Linked DNA regions of Sus scrofa: region 2 is linked to region 1. Evidence: chromatin contacts called from public Hi-C data. All regions are on one chromosome and are shown on one strand. The core of a region is the stretch at or near the end of the contact, and the rest is flanking DNA. Distances in the headings are between cores, read along the strand shown.

Region 1 (4,352 bases), core at 1,261-3,760:
CTTATTTAACTTTAAATATCTGGTACTGGGAGTTCCTGTCCTGGAGCAGCAGAAAGGAATCTGACTAGTATCCATGAGGTTGCAGATTTGATCCCTGGCCTTTCTCAGTGGGTTAAGGATCCGGTGTTGCCGTGAGCTGTGGTGTAGGCCGGCAGCAACAGCTCCAATTACACCCCTAGCCTGGGAACCTCCGTATGCCATGGATGCGGTCCTAAAAAGACAACTAAATAACAAACAAACAAACAAACAAATAAATAAATATCTAGTACCAAGCAAAGTATCCAACACATAATAGGATTTTAACAAACACTTATTGAACATGTAAATAATCTAGAGAATTTGTTATTATTTATTTTTTGGTTGCACCCTCTGCATACCAAAGTTCCTAGGCCAGGGATCCAACCCGAAGCACAGCAGTGACAACGGCGGGTCCTTAACCCACTGAGCCACCCTGAATCCCTTTCTAAAATTTTTTAAATTGAGACATAGTTGATGCACAATATTGTATCAGTTTCAGATGTACAACACAGCGACTCAGTTTTGTTTTGTTTTGTTTTTGTCTTTTTTGCTATTTCTTGGGCTGCTCCCGCGGCATATGGAGGTTCCCAGGCTAGGGCTCGAATTGGAGCTGTAGCCACCGGCCTACGCCACAGCCACAGCAACTCTGGATCCAAGCCGCGTCTGCAACCTACACCACAGCTCACGGCAACGCCGGATCTTAACCCACTGAGCAAGGGCAGGGACCGAACCCGCAACCTCATGGTTCCTAGTCGGATTCGTTAACCACTGCGCCACAACGGGCACTCCAGTGATTCAGTTTTTAAAGGTTATACTGCATTTATAGTTATTACAAAATATTGGCTATATCCCTGTGCATCCTTGTAGCTTGTTTATTTCATATATAGTAGTTTATACTTCTCAATCCCCTATCCCTATTGTGCCCTTTCCCCCTTCCCTCTCCCACTGATAACCACTAACTGGTTCTCCATGTCTGTGACTCTGTTTCTTTTTTGTCATATTCAAGTTTGTTTTACTTATTTTATTTTTGCTTTTTAGGGCTGCACCCACAGCATATGGAAGCTCTCAGGCCAGGGGTCAAATCGGAGCTGCAGCTGCTGGTCTACGCCACAGCCACAGCATCGCAGGATCCGAGCCATGTCTGCAACCTACACCACAGCTCATGGCAACATCAGATCCTTAACCCACTGAGCGAGGCCAGGGATCAAACCTACATTCTCATGGATACTAGTTGGGTTCATTTTTGCTGAGCCATGATGGGAACTCCCAAGTTTGTATTATTTTAGATTCCACATGTAAGTATGTCAAAGTTTTCATCACAAGAAAAAAATGGATTGTAATGAATGTTAATTCGACATATTGTGGTGATCATTTCACAATACATACAGGCATCAAATCATTATGTTATATACCTGAAACTAATATAGTGTTATCCATCAATTAAAATAATAATAATAAAGGCTACTCCAATCAGCACCCAGTAACACTAGATGAGGTGAACCAGATAGCCTGAGCTCATGTTTGACCCTGTTGGAGTCAAGTTCCCAGGCACCTCTCAGGGAAAGCTCTTTCTCCAAAGAAAGTTTACTTAAGCCTAAATAAACTGAGAACAGACCAGGCTGAGAGACTGTCACCTGGAATTCTGTCAGAAATGCAAAAATCTCAAGCTCCACCTCAGATCTACCAGGATCAGTTATATAACGTGTGGGTCCCAGTGCCAAATAAAATGTGGGGACCTTGTTCAGGAATTATTAAAAATTCCGAGATTTAACCAAACACAGGGCTCTGCATGATGGCACAGGGCCTCACGCCAGGGAGACGGGCAGTTTACTAGGAAAAGCTACATAGCCAAGGGATTAAGGACACTGACATAATGTCATAAACCCAGGCTCTACCTACAAATATCAAGTTCAAATAAAGCCTAGATCACTAGAAGAATCTATCAACTTGAATATGCAGACTGACTCAGAGTCGCCTCTTCTGGGATAACATATTACCTGGGCAAGAGGGGAAAATACCATCTGAGAAAACAACCTCTGTATTGAGGACATGGTGTCCACACTTAGCATTTTTCTGAACCCTCTGGGAAGAAATGCCAAGCAGGAATTTTCCAGGCCCTTCTTGTGGTTTGTGTTTGATCCACTAGACCCGAGTTGACTGGAAACTCCAGGCTCATCACCTCCACACAGCAGCACCGTGTCGTAATTCTGTAATTTTACTCGGGAAGTTTCACAGGATCCAGATTTCTTCTAACTGAAGGGGTGGGAAAAGCTGCGTTTGCTCTGACCTTGCTCTAAAGTTCCTCCTGTTCTTGACATGACAGGTGATTTCAGCCCCTTGTTGTGCAACAAGATGGTTAAGATGGCAAATTTTATGTTATCTGTATTTACAATAAAAATGAAACAAAACAAGGTGACATGGAACCTGAAGGGACAGAACTCTGGCGGAACCTCAGCAGCTGGGCCCTGGCTGGGGCAAAGGGCAGGGCAGGTCAGAGTGGAGCAGGGGCATAACCAGAGTGCAAGGCAGAGCATGTCCAAGAGCAGAGAACTCAGGCCTAGAAGAGAACACTGACAGGACATTCTTGGAAGTAAACTGTGGCAATGTTTTCTTAGGTCAGTCTCCCAAGGCAACAGAAATAAAAGTAAAAAATAAAATAAAACAAATGGGACCTAATCAAACTTCTCAGCTTTTGCACAGAAAGGAAACCATAAACAAAACAAAAAGACAACCTACAGAATGGGAGAAAATATTTGCAAAATATGCAACCAAGGGCTTAATTTCCAAACTACACAAACAGCTCATGCAGCTCAATATTAAAAAAAGAAAAAGAACCCAATCAAAAAATGGGCAGAAGACCTAAATAGACATTTTTCCAAAGAAGATGGTCAATAGGCACATGAAAAAGATGCTTGACGTTGCTAATTATTAGAGAAATACAAATCAGAACTACAATGAGGTATCACCTCATACCAGTCAGAATGCCCATCATTAAAAAGCCTACAAATAACAAATGCTGGAGAGGATGTGGGGGAAAGGAACCCTCTCACACTGCTAGAGAGAATGTAAATTGGTGCAGCCACTATGGAAAACAGTATGGAGGTTCCTTTAAAAACTAAAAATAGTATACATGTAAGTGTAACTTGGTCCCCATGCTGTATAGCAGGAAAAAATTTAAATAAAAATTAAAAAAAAAAAAACAACCTAAAAATAGAGTTACCATGCAATCCAGCAATCCCACTCCTGGCATATATCTGGAGAGAAGTCTAATTCAAAAAGGTACGTGCACCCCAGCGTCCATAACAGCACTGTTTACAATAGCTAAGACATGGAAGCAACCTAAATGTCCATCAGCAAGTGAAAGTATTAAGAAGATATGGTATTGGAGTTCCCATCATGGCTCAGTGATTAATGAATCCAACTAGGAACCACAGGGTTGCAGGTTCGATCCCTGGCCTTGCTCAGTGGGTCGGGGATCTGGCATTGCCATAGCTGTGGTGTAGGCTGCAAATGAGGCTCAGATTTGGCGTTGCTCTGGCATAGGCTGGCAGCTACAGCTCCGATTAGACCCCTAGCCTGGGAACCTCCACGTGCCGCAGATGCGGCCCTAGGGGGAGAAAAAAGAAAGAAGATGTGGTACATATGAGCAATGGAATACTACCCTTCCATAAAAAGAATGAAATAATGGCATTTGCAGCAACATGGTTGGACCTAAAGATTGTCATACAAAATGAAGTCAGAAAGAGGACAAACACCAAATAACACTTAATCGAGGAATCTAAAATATGATAAAATGATCTTATTTGTAAAACACAGACAGACTCACAAAGAAAACAAACTTATAGTTACCAAAGGGAAAAGGAGGTAGGGAAGGGATAAATTAGGAGTTGGGGGTTGGCAGACATGATGTAGAGCATAGGGAACTATATTCAATATCCTATAATAAGCCAGAATGGAAAAGAATATGAAAAATTATAACTGATTTTTATATTTTAATAATTTTATATAATTATAACTGAATCACTTTGCTGTACAGCAGAAACAAACAACATTGTAAATCAATTATACTTCAATTAAAAAATCAATTATACTTCTATTTAAAAAAAAGCAGTAGGAGTTCCCGTTGTGGCTTAGTGGTTAACGAATCCGACTAAGATCCATGAGGATGTGGGTTCGATCCCTGGCTTTGCTCAGTGGGTAAAGGATCTGATGTTGCCATGAGCTGTGGTGTAGGTCGAAGACATGGCCCAGATCTGGCATTGCTGTGGCTGTGACATAGGCCCACAGCTGTAGCTCTGATTTGACCCCTAGCCTGGGAACCTCCATATGCTGCG
Region 2 (4,352 bases), core at 1,158-3,657, 54 kb before region 1:
CTCCCTATTGCTTATTTTAAAGAAACTTCTTTCCCCAGAGATTAGTAGAGCCTGTCATTTTCAAGACCAAGTACTAGAAACACATTGTTAACCTGAAAGAGAACACCTACATATGGGAGTTCCCGTCGTGGTTCAGTGGTTAACGAATCTGACTAGGAACCATAAGGTTGCGGATTCGGTCCCTGGCCTTGCTCAGTGGGTTAACATCCGGCGTTGCCATGAGCTGTGGTGTAGGTTGCAGACTCGGCTTGGATCCCACGTTGCTGTGGCTCTGGCGTAGGCCGGCGGCTATAGGTCCGATTAGACCCCTAGCCTCGGAACCTCCATATGCCACAGGAGCGGCCCTAGAAAAAGCAAAAGATAAAAAAAAAAAAAAAAAAAGAATATGTACATATGAATATGTATACAAAGACAGGAGGAATAATGCCTATTGTTTTATGTTCTGCTTTTTCACTTTACAGTTTATCATAATCATTTTTGCATGTTACTACCCTTATCTACTACAAAGTTTGTGGCAAAGCTGAAATTCAAACTAATCTGTGGATTAAGGGTTTGGATTCTTAGCCATAAGTTATAGAGCTGCCACCTGCACTTGGCAGCCATATGGCACATAAACAAATATGTGTATAGTATATTTTAATTCAATTTAAATACTAATTAGCTTAATAATACCTCTCCCAGTGGAATGTTACCCACAAGAGAGCACTGACCTTGTCTAACTTGTATTCCCAGGGCCCAGGAAATTACCTGCCACCTACTGGGGGGATGATTAAATAGGTGTCAAATAGTGACTAGAAGGATGAACCAGTTCCATAGGCATCTATAGCAGAAAGGAGAATTGAGGCTTTTAGAGGTTCTGCATTAGACTCTGTTTTGAGCAGTCCTAAGTCCTTCTGCAGAGAGAAAGGAAGGCTCTGTGTACCGTGGCTCCCTTCCAGGCCAGCGTGTTCAGGCACGAGGCAGGCTGGCCCAGCCTGGACCTCATGTGCATTTGCCCGGATCTGTCAGGAACATATAAGCGGGTCATTGATGGGAGATTTTGCAAACTTGTTTTAAACAATGTGGTTTGACAGGGCTCCGTGGATGATAAATGTGTGTGTACACTAAGCCCACTGTTCTCAGAGAGGACCTGGATCATCTTTCTCGTAATTACAGATTTCAAAAATTGAACCTGGGAAATTAGAGAATTGTGAAAGAGCTCCCTTTGCACCCAAGTGTGAAAACCAGGCAGTTGAGTGATGCTTCTTTCCCGTCACCCACAGCTGAGGACAATGTGTTTCTAAGTACCCCACGTCCTAGAGAGGGTATCCAGGAAGAAGGGCCGGGTCCCATAAGCTCCCAAGCTGAGGAGGGGCAGCAGTGATTCGACCCCTAGCCTGGGAACTTCCTTATGACATGGGTGTGGCCCTAAAAAGACACACACACACACTCACACACACACACACAAAGAAGTCTAGATGGATACAGCCACGAGTCAACTGCCCGAGGCTTATCATAGTACGTGAACAAATTCCACGTCTCACAATCAATGTTTTCATAGAGCAGGAAAACCCTACAGTGTTTCTCAAGTTTAGGGTTATCACATGCTTCAAGGACAAAGCTTATATTCTGAGATTTTTTTAGATTTTATGATTAATGATAGCTCAAAGCTTGTTATTTCTTCTCAGTAAACATAGTGTGAGAGAGAAAAACTATGTAGGTTTAAATTGAAATATCCATAAATAAATAAATAAATAGAAATATCCTATTTCATCTCTTCTAAGGCATAGATTTTTTTTTTTCTTTTTAGGGCCGCACCCACAGCATAAGGAGGCTCCCAGGCTAAGGGTCAAATCAGAGCTACATCTGCTGGCCTACACCACAGCCACAGCCACAACCACAGCAACGCAGGATTCGAGCCTCGTCTGCGACCTACACCACAGCTCATGGCAACACCCTTAACCCACTGAGCAAGGCCAGGGATCAAATCCTCGACCTCATGGTTCCTAGTCAGATTCATTTTCACTGCATCGCAACGGGAACTCCAAAGGCATAGATTTCTTGATTATAAATTTCTACAATTAGGATGTGTTTTGCATTCACAGATGACCAAGCAGCACTCATGAAATGGTTATCATTGCTTTAGGATTGACTCTGTGCATGCTTTCCTTTTTGTTTATGCACAAGAGTGATGTAAGATTAAGATCGATGTCTAAGTCTAAACGAACTCTTTCCAAAAGTGTAAAATAGCTTTTCCTGTGGGAGCTGGGTTTCGAGGAGTGTGGCCTTCTCCTCTCCTCGCCATAGTGTGGGCCTGCCCACTGATATCAGTGTACCCTGAAGAGGAGGGATCATTGCGTAAAAATGGCACTGTGCCTTCCGTGTTCAAGGCTCCCTTTTGACCAGCTATGGTGAACTTTGTTCCCACCAACTTGTGCAAAAACAACAGAAGCCCTAGACTGTCAGTGAATTAGCAGGTCATCAAACCAGCGCTGAGTCTTAGGCTACTGGCAGAGCTGGGGTTCAAACTCCCAGGGTTTGAGGTGGCAGGATTACCATGCTGGCCAGAGTGCTTTTGGAAATAGGTATCATGCGGGCCGCATGTTTGTGCCAACCAAGACCTGGCGACACTGGCACCTCAGAGTGAACACAATGCAGAAGAGATATGCCGTCTGCTCTACCTTGGCTGCCTTGGCCTTACGATATCTGAAGTTCATCGTATTGAGGAAGTTCTTGAACTTCCTTTGGTGGTGGAAGATAAAGTTGAAGACTACAAGAAGACCAAGGAGGCTGTTTTGCGTCTGAAGAAACTGGAGGCCAGGAATGATATCAAAAAGTTTTACACCTCTCAGTGAATGAGAGCTGGCAGAGACCAGATGAGAAACTGATGCCGTATGGAGCACAGGGACCCCTGCATCGTCTATAATGAGGACAAGGTATCATCAAGGCCTTCAGAAACATCCCTGGAATTGCCTGACTTAATGTAAGCAAACTGAACATTTTGAAACTTGCTCCTGGTGGGTACGTGGGACATTTCTGCCTTTGGACTGAAAGTGCTTTCCGCATGTTAGACAAGCTCTGTGGCACTTAGTGTAACGTTGCCTCCCTCAAGAGTAACTACAAGCTCCTCACACAAGATGCTCAACACAGACCTTAGCAGAATCATGAAAAGCCCAGAGAGCCAAAGAGCCCTGCCCCCTGACACCCCCCCTCCCCTGAGCACCAAGCAAGAAGATTCATCACAGCGTCCTGAGGAAGAAGCCACTGAAAACCCTGAGAATTATTTGAAGCTAAACCTGTATGCAAAGCCCACATGCCAGAACACCATTCTGCACCAGGCCAAGATCCACAAAATCCTGATGGATAAGGCAGCCACAGCACTGGAGGCCAAATCAGATGAGAAGGGGGTTCCAGGCAAGAAGCCTCTGGTAGGAAAGAAAGGATTGAAGCCCGTCGGCCGTAAGAAGCCTTTGGTGGGGGAAAAAAGAAAGGTTGCAGTGACCAAGAAACCAGCATCTGAAAAGAAACCCAACACAGAAAAAAAAGAAGGCTGACGCGAAACTTAAATTGGTGTATTCCGTAAAGGTCAGATCATTTTGGACAGCTTATTTTATGTTATTATTTTACTTTATTTTTTGCCTTCTTCTCTTTTAAGGGCCACATCCGTGGCACATGGAGGTTCCCAGGCTAGGAGTTGAATCAGAGCTGTAGCCACCAGCCTACACCACGGCCATAGCAAGGCAGGATCCGAGCCTCGTCTTTGACCTACAGTCAGAGTTCACAGTTCACAGCAACGCTGGACCCTTAACCCACTGAGTGAGCCCAGGGATCAAACCCGTAACCTCATGGATGCTAGTCAGGTTTGTTAACCGCTGAGCCATGACGGGAACTCCCGAACAGCTAATTTTAAATAAGGACCTGATCAAAGCAGCAAAAAAAAAAAAAAAAAAAAAAAAAAAAAAGTGTAAAATAAAAATTCAGAATGATTAGAAAACATTGTCTAAATTTAAATGGTAGCATTTTTCTTGGTGGTGTATACATAATAACGTATCTTTCAGTTCAGGGGTCTTAGGCTCAGAGAATTGCCTCCTCCTCTAGTCTCACAGAGTGTTCCCTGCTAACTTGCCCTTCTGAGAGCTGGCACAGTATTTTGGAAATTCAAAATATTTATTCCTTTCTCCCAAGGTTTCTCATTAGATACCATAATAACTAATAGTTTATTTACACATGGGGTTCCTAATTTTCATTTCTTTTTTTTTTTCAGAGAGGTTTAGTAATATATTCAAGGTCACACAGCCAAAAACGGTCAGAGCAGGAGAATAGAACAATAATATTTCACTATATAAAACAAAGGAAAACTCATAAAATTTGAA

Evidence for each region. Hi-C and Micro-C count contacts between places; a contact is called where the count stands out from the background.
Region 2: a Hi-C map of liver shows a contact between it and region 1, with 3 times the contacts expected there. The contact joins the promoter of LOC102165880 here to the enhancer-like site in region 1. A contact is called at or near these places in 1 of 5 promoter capture datasets (liver), 25 of 47 Hi-C or Micro-C datasets (alveolar macrophages, blood, differentiating spermatogonia and 13 more) and 1 of 2 datasets of contacts at active chromatin or transcription factors (alveolar macrophages).

Annotation. Positions count from the first base shown.
Region 1 is chr2:40,953,284-40,957,635 of Sscrofa11.1, reverse strand. No RefSeq gene overlaps it. Among named protein-coding and RNA genes, the nearest start is that of SAA2, 17 kb to the left of the region's middle. Within about 2 kb of position 2,510, at least 1 of the 83 cell types and tissues checked has an H3K27ac peak or open chromatin away from gene starts, as enhancers often do. A contact at or near this core is called in liver, where this site is marked.
Region 2 is chr2:41,007,048-41,011,399 of Sscrofa11.1, reverse strand. LOC102165880 (60S ribosomal protein L4-like) reads left to right here and starts at 2,407. Exons shown (of 1, transcript XM_013994507.2): 1 at 2,407-3,650. The coding sequence starts at 3,117. The coding sequence ends at 3,533.